Linked DNA regions of Oryzias latipes: region 2 is linked to region 1. A link is a contact called in public Hi-C data. All regions are on one chromosome and are shown on one strand. The core of a region is the stretch at or near the end of the contact, and the rest is flanking DNA. Distances in the headings are between cores, read along the strand shown. Region 1 holds the start of ncoa3 (nuclear receptor coactivator 3). Region 2 overlaps ncoa3 (nuclear receptor coactivator 3).

Region 1 (7,874 bases), core at 3,381-5,880:
TAAGCTTGTTTGCTTTTTTATGTCCTTGTTTTCCAATTAACTATAAAGATTCAATTAATGCTGAGCTTGGTGTCAGTCATCCTTAAAATCGGAATGCTGACCTGTCTGCCTCAATATACAGCAGTTAGACTTATTATCAGAGTGCAGCTGATCATGAATAGTGTGTACCTAAAGGACACAGAAATATATGTTAGAAACAGGTCTGTATTCAATAAAATTGAAAAGCTGTTATTACCTTAACACCTTGGGACCTAAAAATGTTTGTCCTGAATTTTTGATACCAGAGAAAAAACTCAAACATTTAAAGACCCACTCTGGTGGTGGTTTTTTAACATGTTTTGTGGCATTTTTTAAATGATGATCCTAAAATGTGTTGCGCTAACCAACTGACTGACCACTCACCAAAGGAACCAGTTTATCTACCAGACAGAACTGAGGTCTTTGGCCTTCTCTATGGGAGTGTTTAAAGCACACAGATGTCTCACCAACAGTTCTTGTGTCAAGACTGTACATTGTCTTGAACTAAAATTGTTACTAAATCCTTTACATCCTCTGTTCCAAAGTCTATAGACTCTTGAAACTGGAGGTTTCGGTTCATTTGTGACTCATCTTGAAAGATGAGTAATTACAAACCCAGAGACTTTTAAATTCTGATCAAGCTTGTTTTCATGCCGTCCGACTTACCTCCCCTTTGAGTCTTTCTTTTTCTCAATGTTCACATCAAAATAGTGCAGTTTCATCTGGCTTTTTATTTCTATTCTATTGAACATCAACACTTCTTCCTGTCCTTCATCACACCTACAATTTCACACTTTCCTTCTCTCTCCTCTTTTTCTCCACTTTGTGTTCTTTAACACCTTTCGGTTTTCCCTCTTTTATCGTTCTCCTCTGGTAATAGGCACATCTATCATAATATGTGATCATGTCCTCACGCCTTCACCAACTGCCTCCAACTAAACTCCGCAATCTCATCATCTCGTCTCGCTTCCCTCTTCTTCGTCTTTCATTCCCACTATTGTCGACTCAACAGGGTCCTTATTCACTTTGCATGTGTCCATGCGCCTGCACGTGAATCTGTCCGTCTTTCAGGGCTCCTTTCTGCCTGGAATCTCCATGGTGATGGGTTTTGGTGCTATCTGTTCCTGCCTTGTGAGTGTTGGCAGCAGTCGGAGCGCCTCTCTGACGTGTCCCGGTTCATAGGCCACGCAGTTCCGACGTCACCGCTGAACATTGACCCTTCCAGCTCGCATATGGAGCTCACGTATGGGACTCATCTATAAGATAGGTGGCCTGAAGGAGTCCTTCAGTGAGACAAAGTCTGCTCAACAAAGGCTCATTCCAGGGAAAAAACTGCAGGATGTGGGGCCACATTTCAGCTTTTGCAACTGCAACAATCTGTTACAAAGACTTGCTTTAAGTTTATTAATACTGTTTTAAATTTCACAATAAAAGCAGCAAACGAAAACAATTCTGTCACAGGTTTTCTTTCATTGGGAAGCTTCCACGTCTTTTCCTCATGTTGTTAGACCAGATTATCACAATATTTTGTGGTTCATTGACACAAATTACATGTTACTTTCAACTATGAGCGGCAGTTTAGCTCAGGCAGGTCGTCCAACAACCGAAGGGTTGGCGGATTGATCCCCGCTCACCCCAGCCAGCTGTTGCCCCCTGAGCGCGGCTAGTCTGCAGCTCGCCGCTCCCCCCAGGGGATGGGTCAATATGCGGAGAAGAATTTCCCCATCGTGGGGTAAATAAAGTATCAATTCTTCTTCTTATTATTATTATTATAAAATCAAAAATAAAATCTTTTTTCAAAATAAACCTGGGCTGAATTTTTTTTTTAATGAAAAAAGAAATAATTTGTAAGTGAGTGCTAGATTTATTTTTCGTGCAAAATAAGAGATAAAATATAGCTGATTAAATTTTTCTTTTTTAATATATTGCTCCTCAAACAAAGACCGATATGTGGTCTGACATGCATGGATAATTTTAACATTACAATTACTTTTCCACAAAATCATGATAATAACGCCTATAACTGTAGATCAACAATGAAATAGTGTTTGGAGAAGTTGGAGCGCTTTGCAGGTAGAAATGACATTATACGTATAAAAATGTGTCTTTGATTTTTTTCCAGCAGAAAATATGGTCTCTTCAAGTTGCTACGAGAATCATGTTTTTTTTCTTCTGCTTTTTCTTAAACTAAAATACATTTTTCCCTTTTTTAAAATAATGTTCTGTTGAATGACTTTCACATTTGGCATCCACAAAGGATAAATGTTAAAACAAACTTTCCAAACACCATTTTTTTGGTCAAAGTCTAACATGTTGGCTGTTATGTGTTTTTTTGTTAATGTTGTAGTATTTTTTTAAGGAAAGTGTGGAAATAAAACTACTTTTTCCAGAAAGTTCTCAACTGATGATGGCATTTATGAAGTTTTGAAAACAGGAACAAAAGGGGCGAATATAAAGATAGCTTATCTTATCTTTCACTGCAAATTTAGCATTCAAACTGATTTGTCACATTCGATTAAAAAACTGTAATGAATCATGTACGACCCAAAATGCAGGAGACCGGTCATGGAGAAAGAATCTTAAAACTGGAATGATTAGAGAAACATCTGAATTTCAATATGAAGAACAAAAGGAGAAACAAAAGGCATGACAACAGCAGACAGAATGGAACTTAAACGAAAGCCAGATTCTTCAACCATACTGAGGATAATAATTAACTAACCGAAGAAAGCTTTGGATAAATGAGCAACTTAAATCTGATATGACTTTGACAAGGGAGAAAACATCAAAACAGAATTTAACCTGAATCCAAAGAACACAACTAAAGGAAATAAAACCAAAGTAATGGGAGCAATCCTCATAAAATCTGCAAATATCACAACAACTTTGACTCTGGATAACTAAGTACTTCTGGGTTGATAGAACCAAAATCTGATAGACATTGAGAAACCACAATATTATTTTGGGCAATGATAGAAAAATGAGGGCTAAGAAACACAGAACTTGTTTTCTATGCTTTCATTTTCTCTAAGTGTGTTTTATTTGTTAATTTCTCACATGACATGCGATATGTTCACTGTTATTCTTTCCAAAGAGTCAAAGGGGGCAATTTGCTTCTAGGGAAAGTAAAACTCTTCAGGGTGGAAAAAATCCAAGCCTTTTTTAGTCTTATTCATATCAAATCTTTTAGAGCTGTGAAAATTCTGCTTAAATAAAAAAAAGCCTCTTGTTTCTTTATTTAAAGGTTTTATTTCCATGATTCCAATTTCTTATTCTTGTTCCTCCTTCTTTTTCCTTCTTTACAGATAAGCAGCATGGCCCGTTTGGGTGATCTGATGGAATGGCTTCGTCCAAAAATGTGAGGACGGATTTAAGGTGCCTGGTCATCATCTGTGGATGTATTCGTGTTGATGAGTAATTTGAGGTGTTTTTAGTGGGGCTAAATGATGGTGGGAGCGGCTATCAGAAAAAATAGTGTTTCGCAAGCCATTTTGACCGATTCCTGACTTTTCACTCTTAATTTCCACCCTCCATTTTGAGTTTGAGACAAGCCAGGAAGAACTATGTGTTGCAGTTCCACCATTAACCACTGGGGGTTGGTTGCAGAAAAGAGCAATTCACCATTGACCTCCCTGGTACACTGCCTACATGCATTCATGATTCAGTAATCTGTTTTGGATTCATAAGGATTTCTTTGATAAATATGTGTGAGAAGCACAGTTGAAAATTTTCTTAAACTAGATGTTTACATTTTTTCTAGCTCAATTTGGTGCAAATTATATTTATGAGAGAAGCTCCAAACTCTACTTTTACACTGTCTTTTTGCCATTTTTGCAACATCGTTAAAGCAGATGCAAGAAACTTTATTCGTCAACTCACTTTAGGCTTCATTTTCACTCTCCAGAAATGGGTGATGTCATAAATCAGGCATGTCCAAAGTCTGGTCTGTGAGCCTTATGCAGCCTGCATTTAAATGTCCACCTTCCGTTGTGAATTGAATTGACTGTTATGATTGTTGATCAGGGGCTCGTAAATAAAAAACAACAAACATTTTCTTTATTTTATTTCTGGTCCTTAAATATAAAATTCACAGTAATTTTGGTTAAAATGTAATTCGTTTTTCTTCTTTGTGAAAAAATTAAATGTATTCCATTGCAATAAAATATTCATTTGGTTTATTAATTTGCATTTAATGTTGTTAAATTAAGGGTTCAAAGAACTGGATGGTTTGCCCTCACAGATTTTCACCTCACCAAATCTGGCAACCTTTAATCTAAATTTTCATGTGCAGTATGTAAAAACATTAATACAGAAAATTTGTTTACACATATGTGTTTAAAAATGCGTGTCTTCAAAATGTAAGGTAAACTCCCCGTCATGCAAATTATTGTAATGAAAATCTGCCGAAGTGCCAAACTAAAGGTTTAAACGTTTTAGCCTCTCGTCTAATGAGTGAAGTCTTGTTTCGTGAACGTTCCTCCTGGCTTTGCCGCCATTGGAGTCTGATTGTCATGTCGCTCGGCGCTTAAATAATCATTCACACGCTGCCAACGTCTCTCTCGTCGCTGACATCCGTCTACAGGCAGCGAGACAGACGGTGCTGCTCCCCCGCCTCCCCTTCTCCTCCCCCGTGCGGTGGTTGTCCCTGCCTGTAGTCCAATTCCGCGGTGGACGCAGTCTGTTTGCGGGGCGGGCATGTTCCTGGGGAAACTCGTTTACCCAGAAGCCCACGCACCACTTCAACTTAGAGACCAGGCTTCCTCGGGCTTCGGCAGCGTTTCCCATTTAAACAAACAGTGACGAAGATGGCGGAGAGTTAATGGTGTAAAGAAGAAATTATCGATCCGGGAGAGAGACGCGGGAGCCAGGTAAGACAGCGTCGCGTGCTCGCGACAGCGTGGCCACTTTAAGCCCGGTTCGGTTTGGCTTTGCAGACACAGAAATGAGAGTTCGGGCTCCTCGCGCAGAGAGGTGCAAGCGTAGCAGAGGCATCGGTGCGTTAGGGGCACAGTGCATGACAGTGAGGAATCATCAGCTCGTCCGTGGCTGTGAAGTGCACGTCCAGGTGCAAGTGTCATTCGGTGCCGAGATGCACGAGGCTGTGGCGGAGCTGGTCCCGTTCGTTCGGCGTTGTTCACGGCGGAGGGCAGGAGCGATTCTGGCTTAGAACAACACGGGGAAGTTTTGCGATAGGACCCACTGTGGAGAGTTGAGACGAGAACGTAACACATGGTGATAGTAGTGGCTGTCTCGTTCCCTGGAAACGGCGCTGCCGCATCGCGAGCGCAATCGGACCGAAATGTTTTGGTCGCGCGGGTTCAACAAGCAGAAGAATCCCCGTGCGTCGTTGTGCATCATGTTCGATCCTAATTGTCATTTATTTTAGAGGGGCTGAAGCGCATCGCTGTCTTATGTTGGAGGGGGGCTACTGTGTGCAAAAAGCCTCGATGTTTTAAAGTGGGGGACACACATTAATTCATATTGCTTTCCCCCACGAGGAACCCTCAGTCTCCTTTCTTCCCCTCTAGTTCTGCTCCCTGCAATGATGTGGCCACCTCGCCTGCAGGGGGCAGCACTGAGGCCCTGACAGCTGAGCCGGTCAAAGCTCACGTGGAGCTTAAGGCCAATCAGTGGTACTTTATAAAATCATGAGCCACTCTAAACTTTGTCTTATGAACTACATTATAGACTTTCCCCTTATCAACTTTAAATCACCTGTTTTCTTATATTTCTAAATGGTATTGCAGTGCTTGCTTGCTGACATAATGTCAGCAGCAGATATTATAGGATGCTTTTAGTTTGACTGAATTTACAAAGTTTCCTAAATCTAAATAATAGTTTGGATTTAATTTTATTTTAAAATGTATCTCTTATTTTTTATGTTTGAACTGTATGGGTCCCTATAACATTTAGCATAAAAACGAACTAACCTACAAGTTTAGTTCATTTAAAAAATGTTTTTATTGTAAATGCTTTAATGTTTTTACGCTTCATAGGGTCTCCAGAAAAAACTTGTGGCCTTCTCATGTTTTAACCTAAGAAAAATCCCATATGATGGTAGGATTTTTAACCAAATTATTTTTTGGAAATTCTAACAGTGCAAGCTAGATTTCAGCTATTTTCTGATTTATTTTAATTTAATATTTTTTACATTATTTAGGAATAAACCATTCATTCGTCAAACGCCAAATAGTAGCATAACATCCGTTATAATCATTCTTTTTTTAAATTTACTTCATCAAATTAATTTAATTTAAAAAAAAGTGAAACTTTGATTAATAAAAACAACAAAATCAGTTGTAGCTTCAAAACATTAGAATCTGTTTTTTATGGGAAAAGAAATTCCATTTTCTTTGTGAAGATCCATTCGATTTAGCAATTTTTAGCCATCTCTTAAACAATACCACTATTAATAATTGAATGTATCTTTTTACACTTAAATCCTAAAATTAGGTTAAAAATCCTTCAGTATCAGTCTTGCTTAAATCAATGCACAAAGGGGAATAAAGAACTGAATAACCACACAGGTGGATTAGATGTTGTTAAAATGAAAACTATGGTAGTAAGTTGTTCTATAATGCTATCCCCCTGAGACATTTTGGTAAACTACTTTATCCCTTAAACCAACAAAGAGCTCACATGAAGCAGGAAGCAACAAGTAAGCTTACAGGTTTCAGACAGCAGAAGACTTATAGGATAGTTAAACACACATCCATACTACAAAAGACTGCTTCTGTCTCAATGCTCTATGCTCTTTTTACTGATCATTTTTTCAAACTCTCGCATATTTTTGGTGCATTTCTGGAATTGTCTTTTGAAGAGACTGGCACTGCCTTCCAGAGCCTGCAGCTCCACAGAGCTGACAACAGCCAGCTCGCGTCTCGCGTTGTGTGTCTGTGCATTGTGTGTGCACATGCAAAAAGCACTGTGTCCTTGAGCCTGACACCAGAGCTGTACCACAGCACCAGCTCTCACTGGGTAATAGCAGTCTTCCTCTTCAGTGTGTGCAAACAGACGGTGAATGGATGAGCCGATGATGCTTGTGCCACTGCGAAGTGCAGGTGAGGGGACGGCCGGCCTCCAGTTAATTACACCGAAGTCCTCGTCTAAATCTGGATATCCCTCCAAACGATAATTATTTTTCGTTGTCCGCCTCTTTATTTTGTCCAGAGGATGAGAAAGCACCCTGTATGAAGTCCCTCTGTAGTTTATATGTACATCCATAAATCTGCCGTGAGTCACAAGTGGATTGGAGCGTGCAGGAAAAAAATGGTTAGTGTATTTCAACACTGCTCCTTTGTGCAGAAGCCCAAAATACTTTTCTCTTTACCTTTTAAATTATAGTGCGAACCAATTCTCCCCTGAAAGATTCGTGAGTCAGAACAAAAAATGAACTTTTATAGAAAAAGGCAAACAGCAGAATGACACCAAGTCGTATGTTGTACTGAAGAACATTTGAGTGAGGGAAACAATAAAGCTCAAGAATGTGCTAAATGTGGGTTCTTGAACGCACATCTAGTCCATGGTGTTCACACTGGACAAGCAGGGAGGGACTTCTTTTTCTTTTTCCACTGTTTACTAGTGCATGTCCGCCACCTAAAGATGGAAAAGGCTTTGACGGGTTGGGGTCTCTGCTGAGGTAATCGGCGGTCGCCCCGGCTGGTTGGCCCTCGAGGCCTGAGAAGAGCTCTGCCAGGGGCTTTACCTGGGGGCGGGGGCCTGGGCTTGCTCTGGGGGGGCAGCGCTTTCTGGTTCCTCACTCCCTGTGTGGGGTGGGTGGTGTGGGGCCTGGAGGGTCGGCGCTTCGGGGATGGGACCCCTTGGCTGAGGAGACCTGAGCCCTAATGGGGGGGGGT
Region 2 (7,874 bases), core at 3,299-5,798, 46 kb after region 1:
CCGTGCAAATCTTGCTCCAGATTTTTCAGTCACAGCTCCATTCCGACATATGAAAGACTACGTGCCATATATTTGCGGCCGGGCACAAACCGCACTTTGTAATTTCTCCTCCATGATCAACTTCCAAATTTCCCTGATTGGTCCAAGTTCGAGCTGGCTGTGCATTTTGTATGTAGATCCTTAAAAACATACATAGCGATGCATGAACAAAAGAGTTGTGAACACGGAAGCTCGAAACGTGCACTGACGTGTCATTACTTTCACGTTCAAAGTGGATTTTAACAGTAAAGCCTGGGGATTCACTTCAGTATCTTATAATGTTTTGCCAATTGTTGCAAGTTGGTGGATGGTTGGATGGACAGACAGACTTCCATTCTCACCTCTAGAAATGTGCATGCTTCTGCACATCCAACTTGACAGACTCCATGGAGATGGTTGTGTTAGTGAAGTCTTGACTTTCTCTAGCTCTCATCTGTCCTCATTGAGCATGAATTCAGCCATTCGCTTCCTGTAAAACTGAACAGTGCGAGCATGTGTTGCATAGTGTGACTATTGAAGGTGTGTGTGCGTGAGTCAGTCAGTAAGCAAATATATGGAAGACATAATGTGTGTGCTCTCCACTCTCACACCCTTAATTAATGAAGACAAAAGCGTGCAGCACGGCGCTCTCAAAGTTCCTTCCCCTCATTAGGTTGCTAATGCCGTTTCTCGTGCTCATCTTCAGGCGGCAGATTAATAATTCCGCGTATCAATTAATTTTTGTACTAATGAGCGTGGGTGTGAAACTAGTGTGTGTGCGCACATCGTCTTCGGACTTCCTTGACCCCTTGATTGAGGGGCGGGGGAACCCTATCATCCATCATTTTGGCTCCATTACAAAGTAGGCTAAGATGGTTGGCATGGAAACGGTCTGCTGGATTTGGGTTGAGCCGTTTGTCAGTTTCTGGCTGTTGCCACACTCTTGCAACATCCTCCTGACCTGAGACGCATTGTGTGTTTTTCTGAGGCAAATGTGGAAACACACTAATCCAGGTGTTCCTGTGCGTTTGAGGTCTAGAAAGGTTTCTGGAAAAAAGACTGTGGCACCGGTGGCAACGTGGAAATAGAAAACAAGGTCTGCTTTCGTGAAGAGGTGGAGAAAATGAAAGGGTGGTTAGACAGTAAGAAGACAGGAGCAGAAGTGAAATGACTCTTGGTGCCCTACCTGGCACACAGGCTGAAAAAGAGAATTTCTTTCTTTGACAATAGCACACCGGCCCACATAGATGTGCTTAGATTTAAAACCAAAAATAAAAAACCTTTTTCTGTTTTACGCTTGTAGGCTGATGATCCTGCAGATCTATCCAGAAGAGAAATGATATTTAGGAGAACTAAATGAGGTTTGAGATTCTCAAATTAAAGAAAGGAATAAAGAATTATGTTTGTTTTTTTTAGCAGGATACTGGCAGCCGACTCAGCTCTCGAGTTTGAAGGCGGACGATGTTCCGTTAAAGTTCCTAACAAAATATGTACGCCAAAATATTAAAAAGATCAAAACATCTGTAAATTTCCTTTAAAAAAAGACGACCTATTGATTTCATTTTCATAAGATTAACATTTTATTTTTTAATATTATTTAAATATTTAACTTGAAACCTGCAACCCGGCAAAGTTGAATAAAGAGCTGCCAGAATTGTAACACTAAAAATAGTTAAATATGTGTTTGAATTTTTAACGGTCAGGCAAAAGCCTGAAATGATTTACAGTTTTGCTACAAGTTAATACCTTATTTTTTGTTTTTTAATGTTTGTTTTTTTCCAAAAGTACAATGGATCCTGTGAAAAAGTTATTTAAATCACTGAAATGTTGAAAAAAAAAAAGAAAAGTGAAAATAAAAAAAACGTTTGGCTTTTAACTCAATATTTTTTGTAAGTTCTTCATAGATACTTAATTCAATAAAGAAATGAAAAAGTTACCCCTAGACTTTGAGTCTTGACATGGATTTGACACTTATACTAAGCATTTGTATACGTTTGCATATTTTAACTAATGTCTGAGACGTATTTTAGTTTCTACAGCTTTTTTTTTAGCTCAAACTTTATTCCACCTGTCAATCTTGTATCAGAGATATTTTCCTCTTTAAACATTTCTGAGGTACGCCCATTAATGACTGATGCAAAGAGGAAAAAAAAAAGAAAACTTGGGTTTGTTTGCAGGTTTTATATTTCCTAATGTTGCAAAACAATGAAATGCTTCTAGTTTAAAAATCAAAACACGCGTTTGTGTTTCTGCAATGGAGGCAGTGATAGTTTTATTGGTGAAATAGGACACAAGATGATGCAATATTTTAAACCATCGTGGACGTTTGTTTTTACCTGACACATTAGTTTGATTTATTATTTATCTTTTTCTGACTTTCCCTCCCCTCCCTTGATGTCCTTTCATCCCACCAGTGGATCTGCTCTTCACTGGTTCAAACCTGGTGATCCTGAAGGATTCCAGGTTGATTGAGGGGCCGCTGTCCTCACCTGTTCAGTGACCCATTAGGTAGTGTGGGTCAGTGGGAAAGGGGGGGGGTCATTGCGTGAAATCCTTTGGGGTCAAGATCAGGTTTGAAAGCCGGGTCAGCTTCAGAGGCCGAGTTGTGTGCCTCAGAAACGTTTGAAAGCTTTCAAATGCTCAGCTGAGCAGATCAAGAGACCTTCTGCCTGTTGAAGCCATGTTGGAAAGCCCTCTATAGGTTTTCATGGGGAGGCAGGATTGTGAGGATAACATGCAAACTGTCAGAATTTAGGAATGGAAAGAGAGTTTCTATGATGTCCTTAAACATGTGACTTTCAGGTAAAGTTTGGTTTTTACCAACAAATCATTGAGATGTAGCCACTCAGAATTGTTGTAAAGTGTCCCCTTTTGGTTTCCAATTACCCATTAAAAATCCAAGTTTTAGGACTTTAGAGGAGCGCAGCTGAAAGAAGACTTTTTGAAAAGGTGAGGAGACGGTCACAGACGGTTCACTTTTCTAACGACTGTTTACTTGGTGTTGCTTTGTTGTTGTTTTACGCAGCACATATTCCTCCTCTGAGGGTTTCTTTGGGTTATAGAGGAGTTTGCCATGACTCTCCTACATCTAAGACCTGTGCGACTGCATAGTCGTTTCTCTTTAATACCCTCGACTGCAATAGAGCGCCGGTGTGTCTCGCAATATCCTTGAAGCTCGTGCGACCACCTTAAGGGACACCATGAACACGGAACGTACGATTGTCTCGTCTGTCGTAGAAACCTGCATACAGATATGCATGATCATGGGAGTTTATGCATTTATGCGCATTGACATAGATTTTTTCTTTGGAAGTGGTCGCTTGAATGGGCGTTGCCAAGGGTGGGGTGAATGTCGCTTTACCCCAAACTCTAGTCATTAAAAAGGTGCATGTACTGGCTTCTTATTGACGGCACACAAATGCAAGAGGTGTGCAGGTGCATGTGACACGCCTGTAGGATGTCCACACAAGCTTTTTGTTCTGATTGTCTCATTTCTAGCAGTCAGGCTGCACGCAGAGAGCACACACTAACACACAACCTTGATATTTTGTGTGGGGCCACCTACGTGTTCACCCATTTTCCAGACGGCCCGTATCCACCCATGACTAAGGCCTTAATTGCAGTTCATTTACCTGGAGGCCTGAAGTCCTGTCTGCAGTGTGTGACCTCAGTGCCACACACACCTGCATCCATCACCACTGTCCTGCTGCAGGCATATATTACATTATTGCTGATCAGACTAAAACTTGACATGCATGCATATTTTATTATTTTCTTCCAAGTTCCAGTGTGAACTCATTAAAAATCAAGCCCCATTATTTCTTCTTTTTTTTTTTTTTTTTTACATTTTTTATTCAGGCTTTCCGTAATGACTGCCTGCTATTACTGGCAAATTAAGTCTGAAATTGCATTACCCAGGTGCAAGGCATCAAGCCCACACTTATTTTTTTTTAATTTGCCATCTTCATGCCCTGCTCTTTTTCATGTCATGCCGCTCTCCAAACTGCCATCCACCTCTCCGCTTCCCCTCCCCGTGCATCTCCTGCTCGCCGCCCCCCCTGCTGCTGCATTGTGCCCCGCTGCCTCTCTTCCACCAGGCCCCACTGCCTGTAGCGTGTAATTGACTTTCTCCCCGTGCTGGAGGAGCGCGCGGCCCGCGCCAGGCTGGAGGTGACCTATTTCCCTGGGGCATTCAGCAGCCTTCATCAGCCATTCTCTGGGGCAGCCTCATTCACTCTGCAATTAGAGCAGCTACCCCCTTTGAGGACTTCATCAATGGGCGGGCTGGCGGGGCGGTTTGATCGGTGTAGGAGCACAGACGGAGTTTCAATCAAACACTTAGCTCCGGCTCTTGGAGTTTTGAGTCCTCTGACTTTGTTCCTCCCCCTCGCCTCTCCTTTTTTTTTTTTTCTTTTTTTCTTTTTTTTTTTACTTCCTGTGCTCCTCTTCTTCCTGGGAGGTTTCATCAGACAGCAACAAGCGGGGGTTTTGTCTAATGAAGAGCGGCAGACAGGGAGGCAGGTAGGCGTGTACGCAGGATAGCAGACCGAGTGGAAAAAAGGCAAGAGGGGATGCAGATAGGCAGACAAAGGCAGGTACTCTGACAGGAGGGACTTTGTATTGGGGGGGGGGGGGGGGGGGTGCTAGAGGAGAAATGTAAAAGAATCTCAGAGGCAAGATGAAGCAAGAGTTTCTGAGAGCCTCGTGCTTTTAGACTCCCCTGTTGTTACTTGGCGTGAAGACACGTGTCAGATAGTTGGGATGAGGGTTTCTGATGATTACCCCCCCCCCCCCCCCGTCGCTGGCCTGGTTTGTCATAGACGGGGGAGGGGGGCAGTGCTGCATGTAATCAATTAAATGAAAAGCTACAATGGCTGTAAAGGTTGGGGGGGGGGGCACTGAGACTCTCTGTGCACCCAAGATGTTACACCACCACGCACTCTAGCTCCTCCCCCTTTCACCTGTCGCCTTTCTTTCCGATCACTCTCCCCCCGCCTCTTTTTGCTCTGATTACCCTTCATCCTCTCCCTCTGTTTGTGCCGCTTCCTCCCTCCCGTCATCCTGGCGTCCGCTTCCTCCCTCCCTCCCTCCCTCCTTTCCCCGGTGTCAGCTGCTGTCACTGTGGCAAAAAAAAAGAGACCTATCAGTGCACACTTCACACCTCCTCCATCCCTCCCTTTTTTTACTCTTCCCTTCCTTTCCTTTATTTCCCCTCTTCCTTCCTCCCTTCACCCCCCCCCCCCCCAACACAACCTTTATCAGCTCACTTCCTGGAGATGAAATGTGGTGCATTATGGGAGACAGACGGCTGTCTGACGGGGTTAGTTGTGCGCTGAGGCTTATCGTCAGAGACACTGCTAATCCTGAGTGTGTGCCTGCATGTGTGTGTAACACATGTGCTGTTGAACCCCTGCATGCACAGCCCCACACAAACAAACACAACCTTGCATGCTTACTGTTCTCCAAACAGGAGGAGGAGGAGAAGGCCGACGAGACATGTTTATTTTTTCGACAGGCTGTGCCAGGAGAATACGATTTGCATGAAATAAGCGCATTCACTCCACTGTGTGCTGCTCTGCAGCACGCCCATGTGCAGGTTTATTTTCTGCTGGGTTTAAAAGGATGAATGTCTAGTTCCAGTCACAATTACTTTCACAACACCAGCTAAAAGGCTCAGAAGAACCATGGAATCACTTTCTAATGTGTCTTTCCCCGTCTCTGTGTGTGTGTCCCCTCTTCAGGTACTGATATGTGTGCACGATGAGCGGACTCGGGGAGAACTCCATGGAGCCTCTGAGTTCAGAAAACCGAAAACGCAAGCTGTCCACCTGCGACACGCCGGCTCTGGGGTAAGTTATGAGATCAGCACACGAGGACTTAGATGTAGGAAACCAGGCTACTGGGTCAGTGGTTTAACTCCACTCTGGTCCGTGTGGCTGCTGAGCAGAGCGTCAGCCAGCATGAGGAAGAAGTCCAGGACTGCTGATGCAAACTTTAGTACTTAAAGACCCACTCAGATTATCTTTTGATCTACTTTCAAGGCGTTCCTAGTTGCCTTTAATTACACAGCTTTTAGCCAAAATAAAATAAATAACTTGTGTTGTTTTCTGGGACATGGTTTCTGCAGAGCAGCATTAATTCATTTGAACTGAATTGTGGGTTGGACCTTTGGCTTTTAGTGAGCCTTCCCCCACTTCCCATCATCCATCTGTTAACACAGTAGTCCCCAACCCCCGGGCCGCAGACCGGTACCGGTCCGTGGTTCATTAAGTACCACCATGAAAGTGTGGGAAAGGGAGAGGATGATGAGACCTGTGCGATGTCAACTGTTAAGCGTGTCAAAATAAAAGCACAGGGTTCATCTTGTCACGTATTTGATCCTCCATCAACCTAGTATTGCTACAATAATCAGCCGCCTATATTTGAAAGACCGGTCCGTGAAAGTTTGTGTGACGTCATACCGGTCCGTGGCATGAAAAAGGTCGGGGACCACTGTGTTAACACTCTCTCCTGCTAGCTTACAGCCCCTCACACCCCCAACATAACATGTCCAATACAACAAAAATGGCGAGCAACATTGCTCCAGCCTTTCAGTTTTGAGTCAGATGTCAGCTCAAACGAGGAAAAGAAAGACGTACACGGATTTTCCATATTTGTCTGCAGGTGGATGCATCAGAATGGAGCTGAGCAGGGACCATTTGGCCCGCCCTGCATATTTACTAGGTCACACCTATAAGCTTTTTCCAATGGCATTTTTTCATCTGCTCCTGATTCACAACAATTTGAATAAAAAAATACTCAGAAATTAAATTTTAAGCTTATTTTTATTCATATATGTTCTCTAACATGCTGCAAGAACACTTTAAAAACACTAAAAACACAATTTTCATTGGATTGGGTCTGAAATGAAATGTCTGTAATGTAAATTCTTATTCCCGGCCCAGCTAAAGGTTGTTCTCCCAAAATGCCTTACATGATGTTTTAGTATAAACATTTACATAAAAATATATATGCACTCTCAACCATTGGTTAGAAATGAGGAAGCCACCCAAAAAATAAACAGAACATCTTTTAGAAGAAAATGTAAGTCCAGAAAGCACATGTTTATTTACTTGAAGAACGGTTTTTATGAAATTGTCCATCAATTAATAAATATGAAATAAAGGCATAAATACAGATTAATGTCAATTTGATGACATGTTTCATACTTGCACTTTTTTTTGTGTTTTTTTTTGTATTTGTACTTTTGCAGATAAACCACTGAAGTTAGCACTTTTAAGAAAGTTTGGACACCTTCACATATGAAAGTCATCCATCTATTCATCCGTACATCTGTCTTCAAAAAGATCTCAGAGCTTGACTCATTGGTTAAAGTTGTCATTTTTATCCTAATTTCCCCTCTTTAAAACTACTCATAAAATCACAAATAAATAAAGAAATAAATTTGCCTTCAAGTGTGACATCAGTGCAGACGGAGAAGGATAAAGAAAGATATCGCTGTGTTTGAAATACCTGGTCAAGCACTTTTGGTGAAGAGATGTTGGCCACTAGAAATGTCAGAGGAAATTTGAGGGGAAGAAAGCCTTTAAAGTGACTGTACATCAGTTTATCTAGTTTTATCGACACAGGGGGACAACATTTAGGTTCATCTCTGTCATCAAAACAGCATCTCAATTTCAATGTCAAACATTCAAAGGGATCAATTAAGAGACCTTTTTTATACCAAAAACATGAGTCTGTTAAATTTAATATAAAAAAGCAAGAAAACTGAAGGATAAAAGTATCCCTCAAACTAAAACTTAAAGGTTTGGGTTGAAAAAGCATTTAGAAGTCCTTATAATGGAGGAAGATGCTGC

The links. A called contact is a pair of places that touch in the nucleus more often than the background predicts.
Region 2: a contact with region 1 is called in a Hi-C map of embryo, with 2.6 times the contacts expected there. The contact joins the enhancer-like site here to the promoter of ncoa3 in region 1. A contact is called at or near these places in 4 of 5 Hi-C or Micro-C datasets (embryo and gastrula embryo).

Annotation. Positions count from the first base shown.
Region 1 is chr7:18,916,201-18,924,074 of ASM223467v1, forward strand. ncoa3 (nuclear receptor coactivator 3) reads left to right here and starts at 4,631. Exons shown (of 22, transcript XM_011477387.3): 1 at 4,631-4,886.
Region 2 is chr7:18,962,448-18,970,321 of ASM223467v1, forward strand. It overlaps ncoa3 (nuclear receptor coactivator 3), which reads left to right. Exons shown (of 22, transcript XM_011477387.3): 2 at 5,760-5,867. The coding sequence starts at 5,779. Among protein-coding and RNA genes, the nearest start is that of LOC110015293, 24 kb to the right of the region's middle. Within about 2 kb of position 4,549, at least 5 of the 8 cell types and tissues checked have an H3K27ac peak or open chromatin away from gene starts, as enhancers often do. A contact at or near this core is called in embryo, where this site is marked.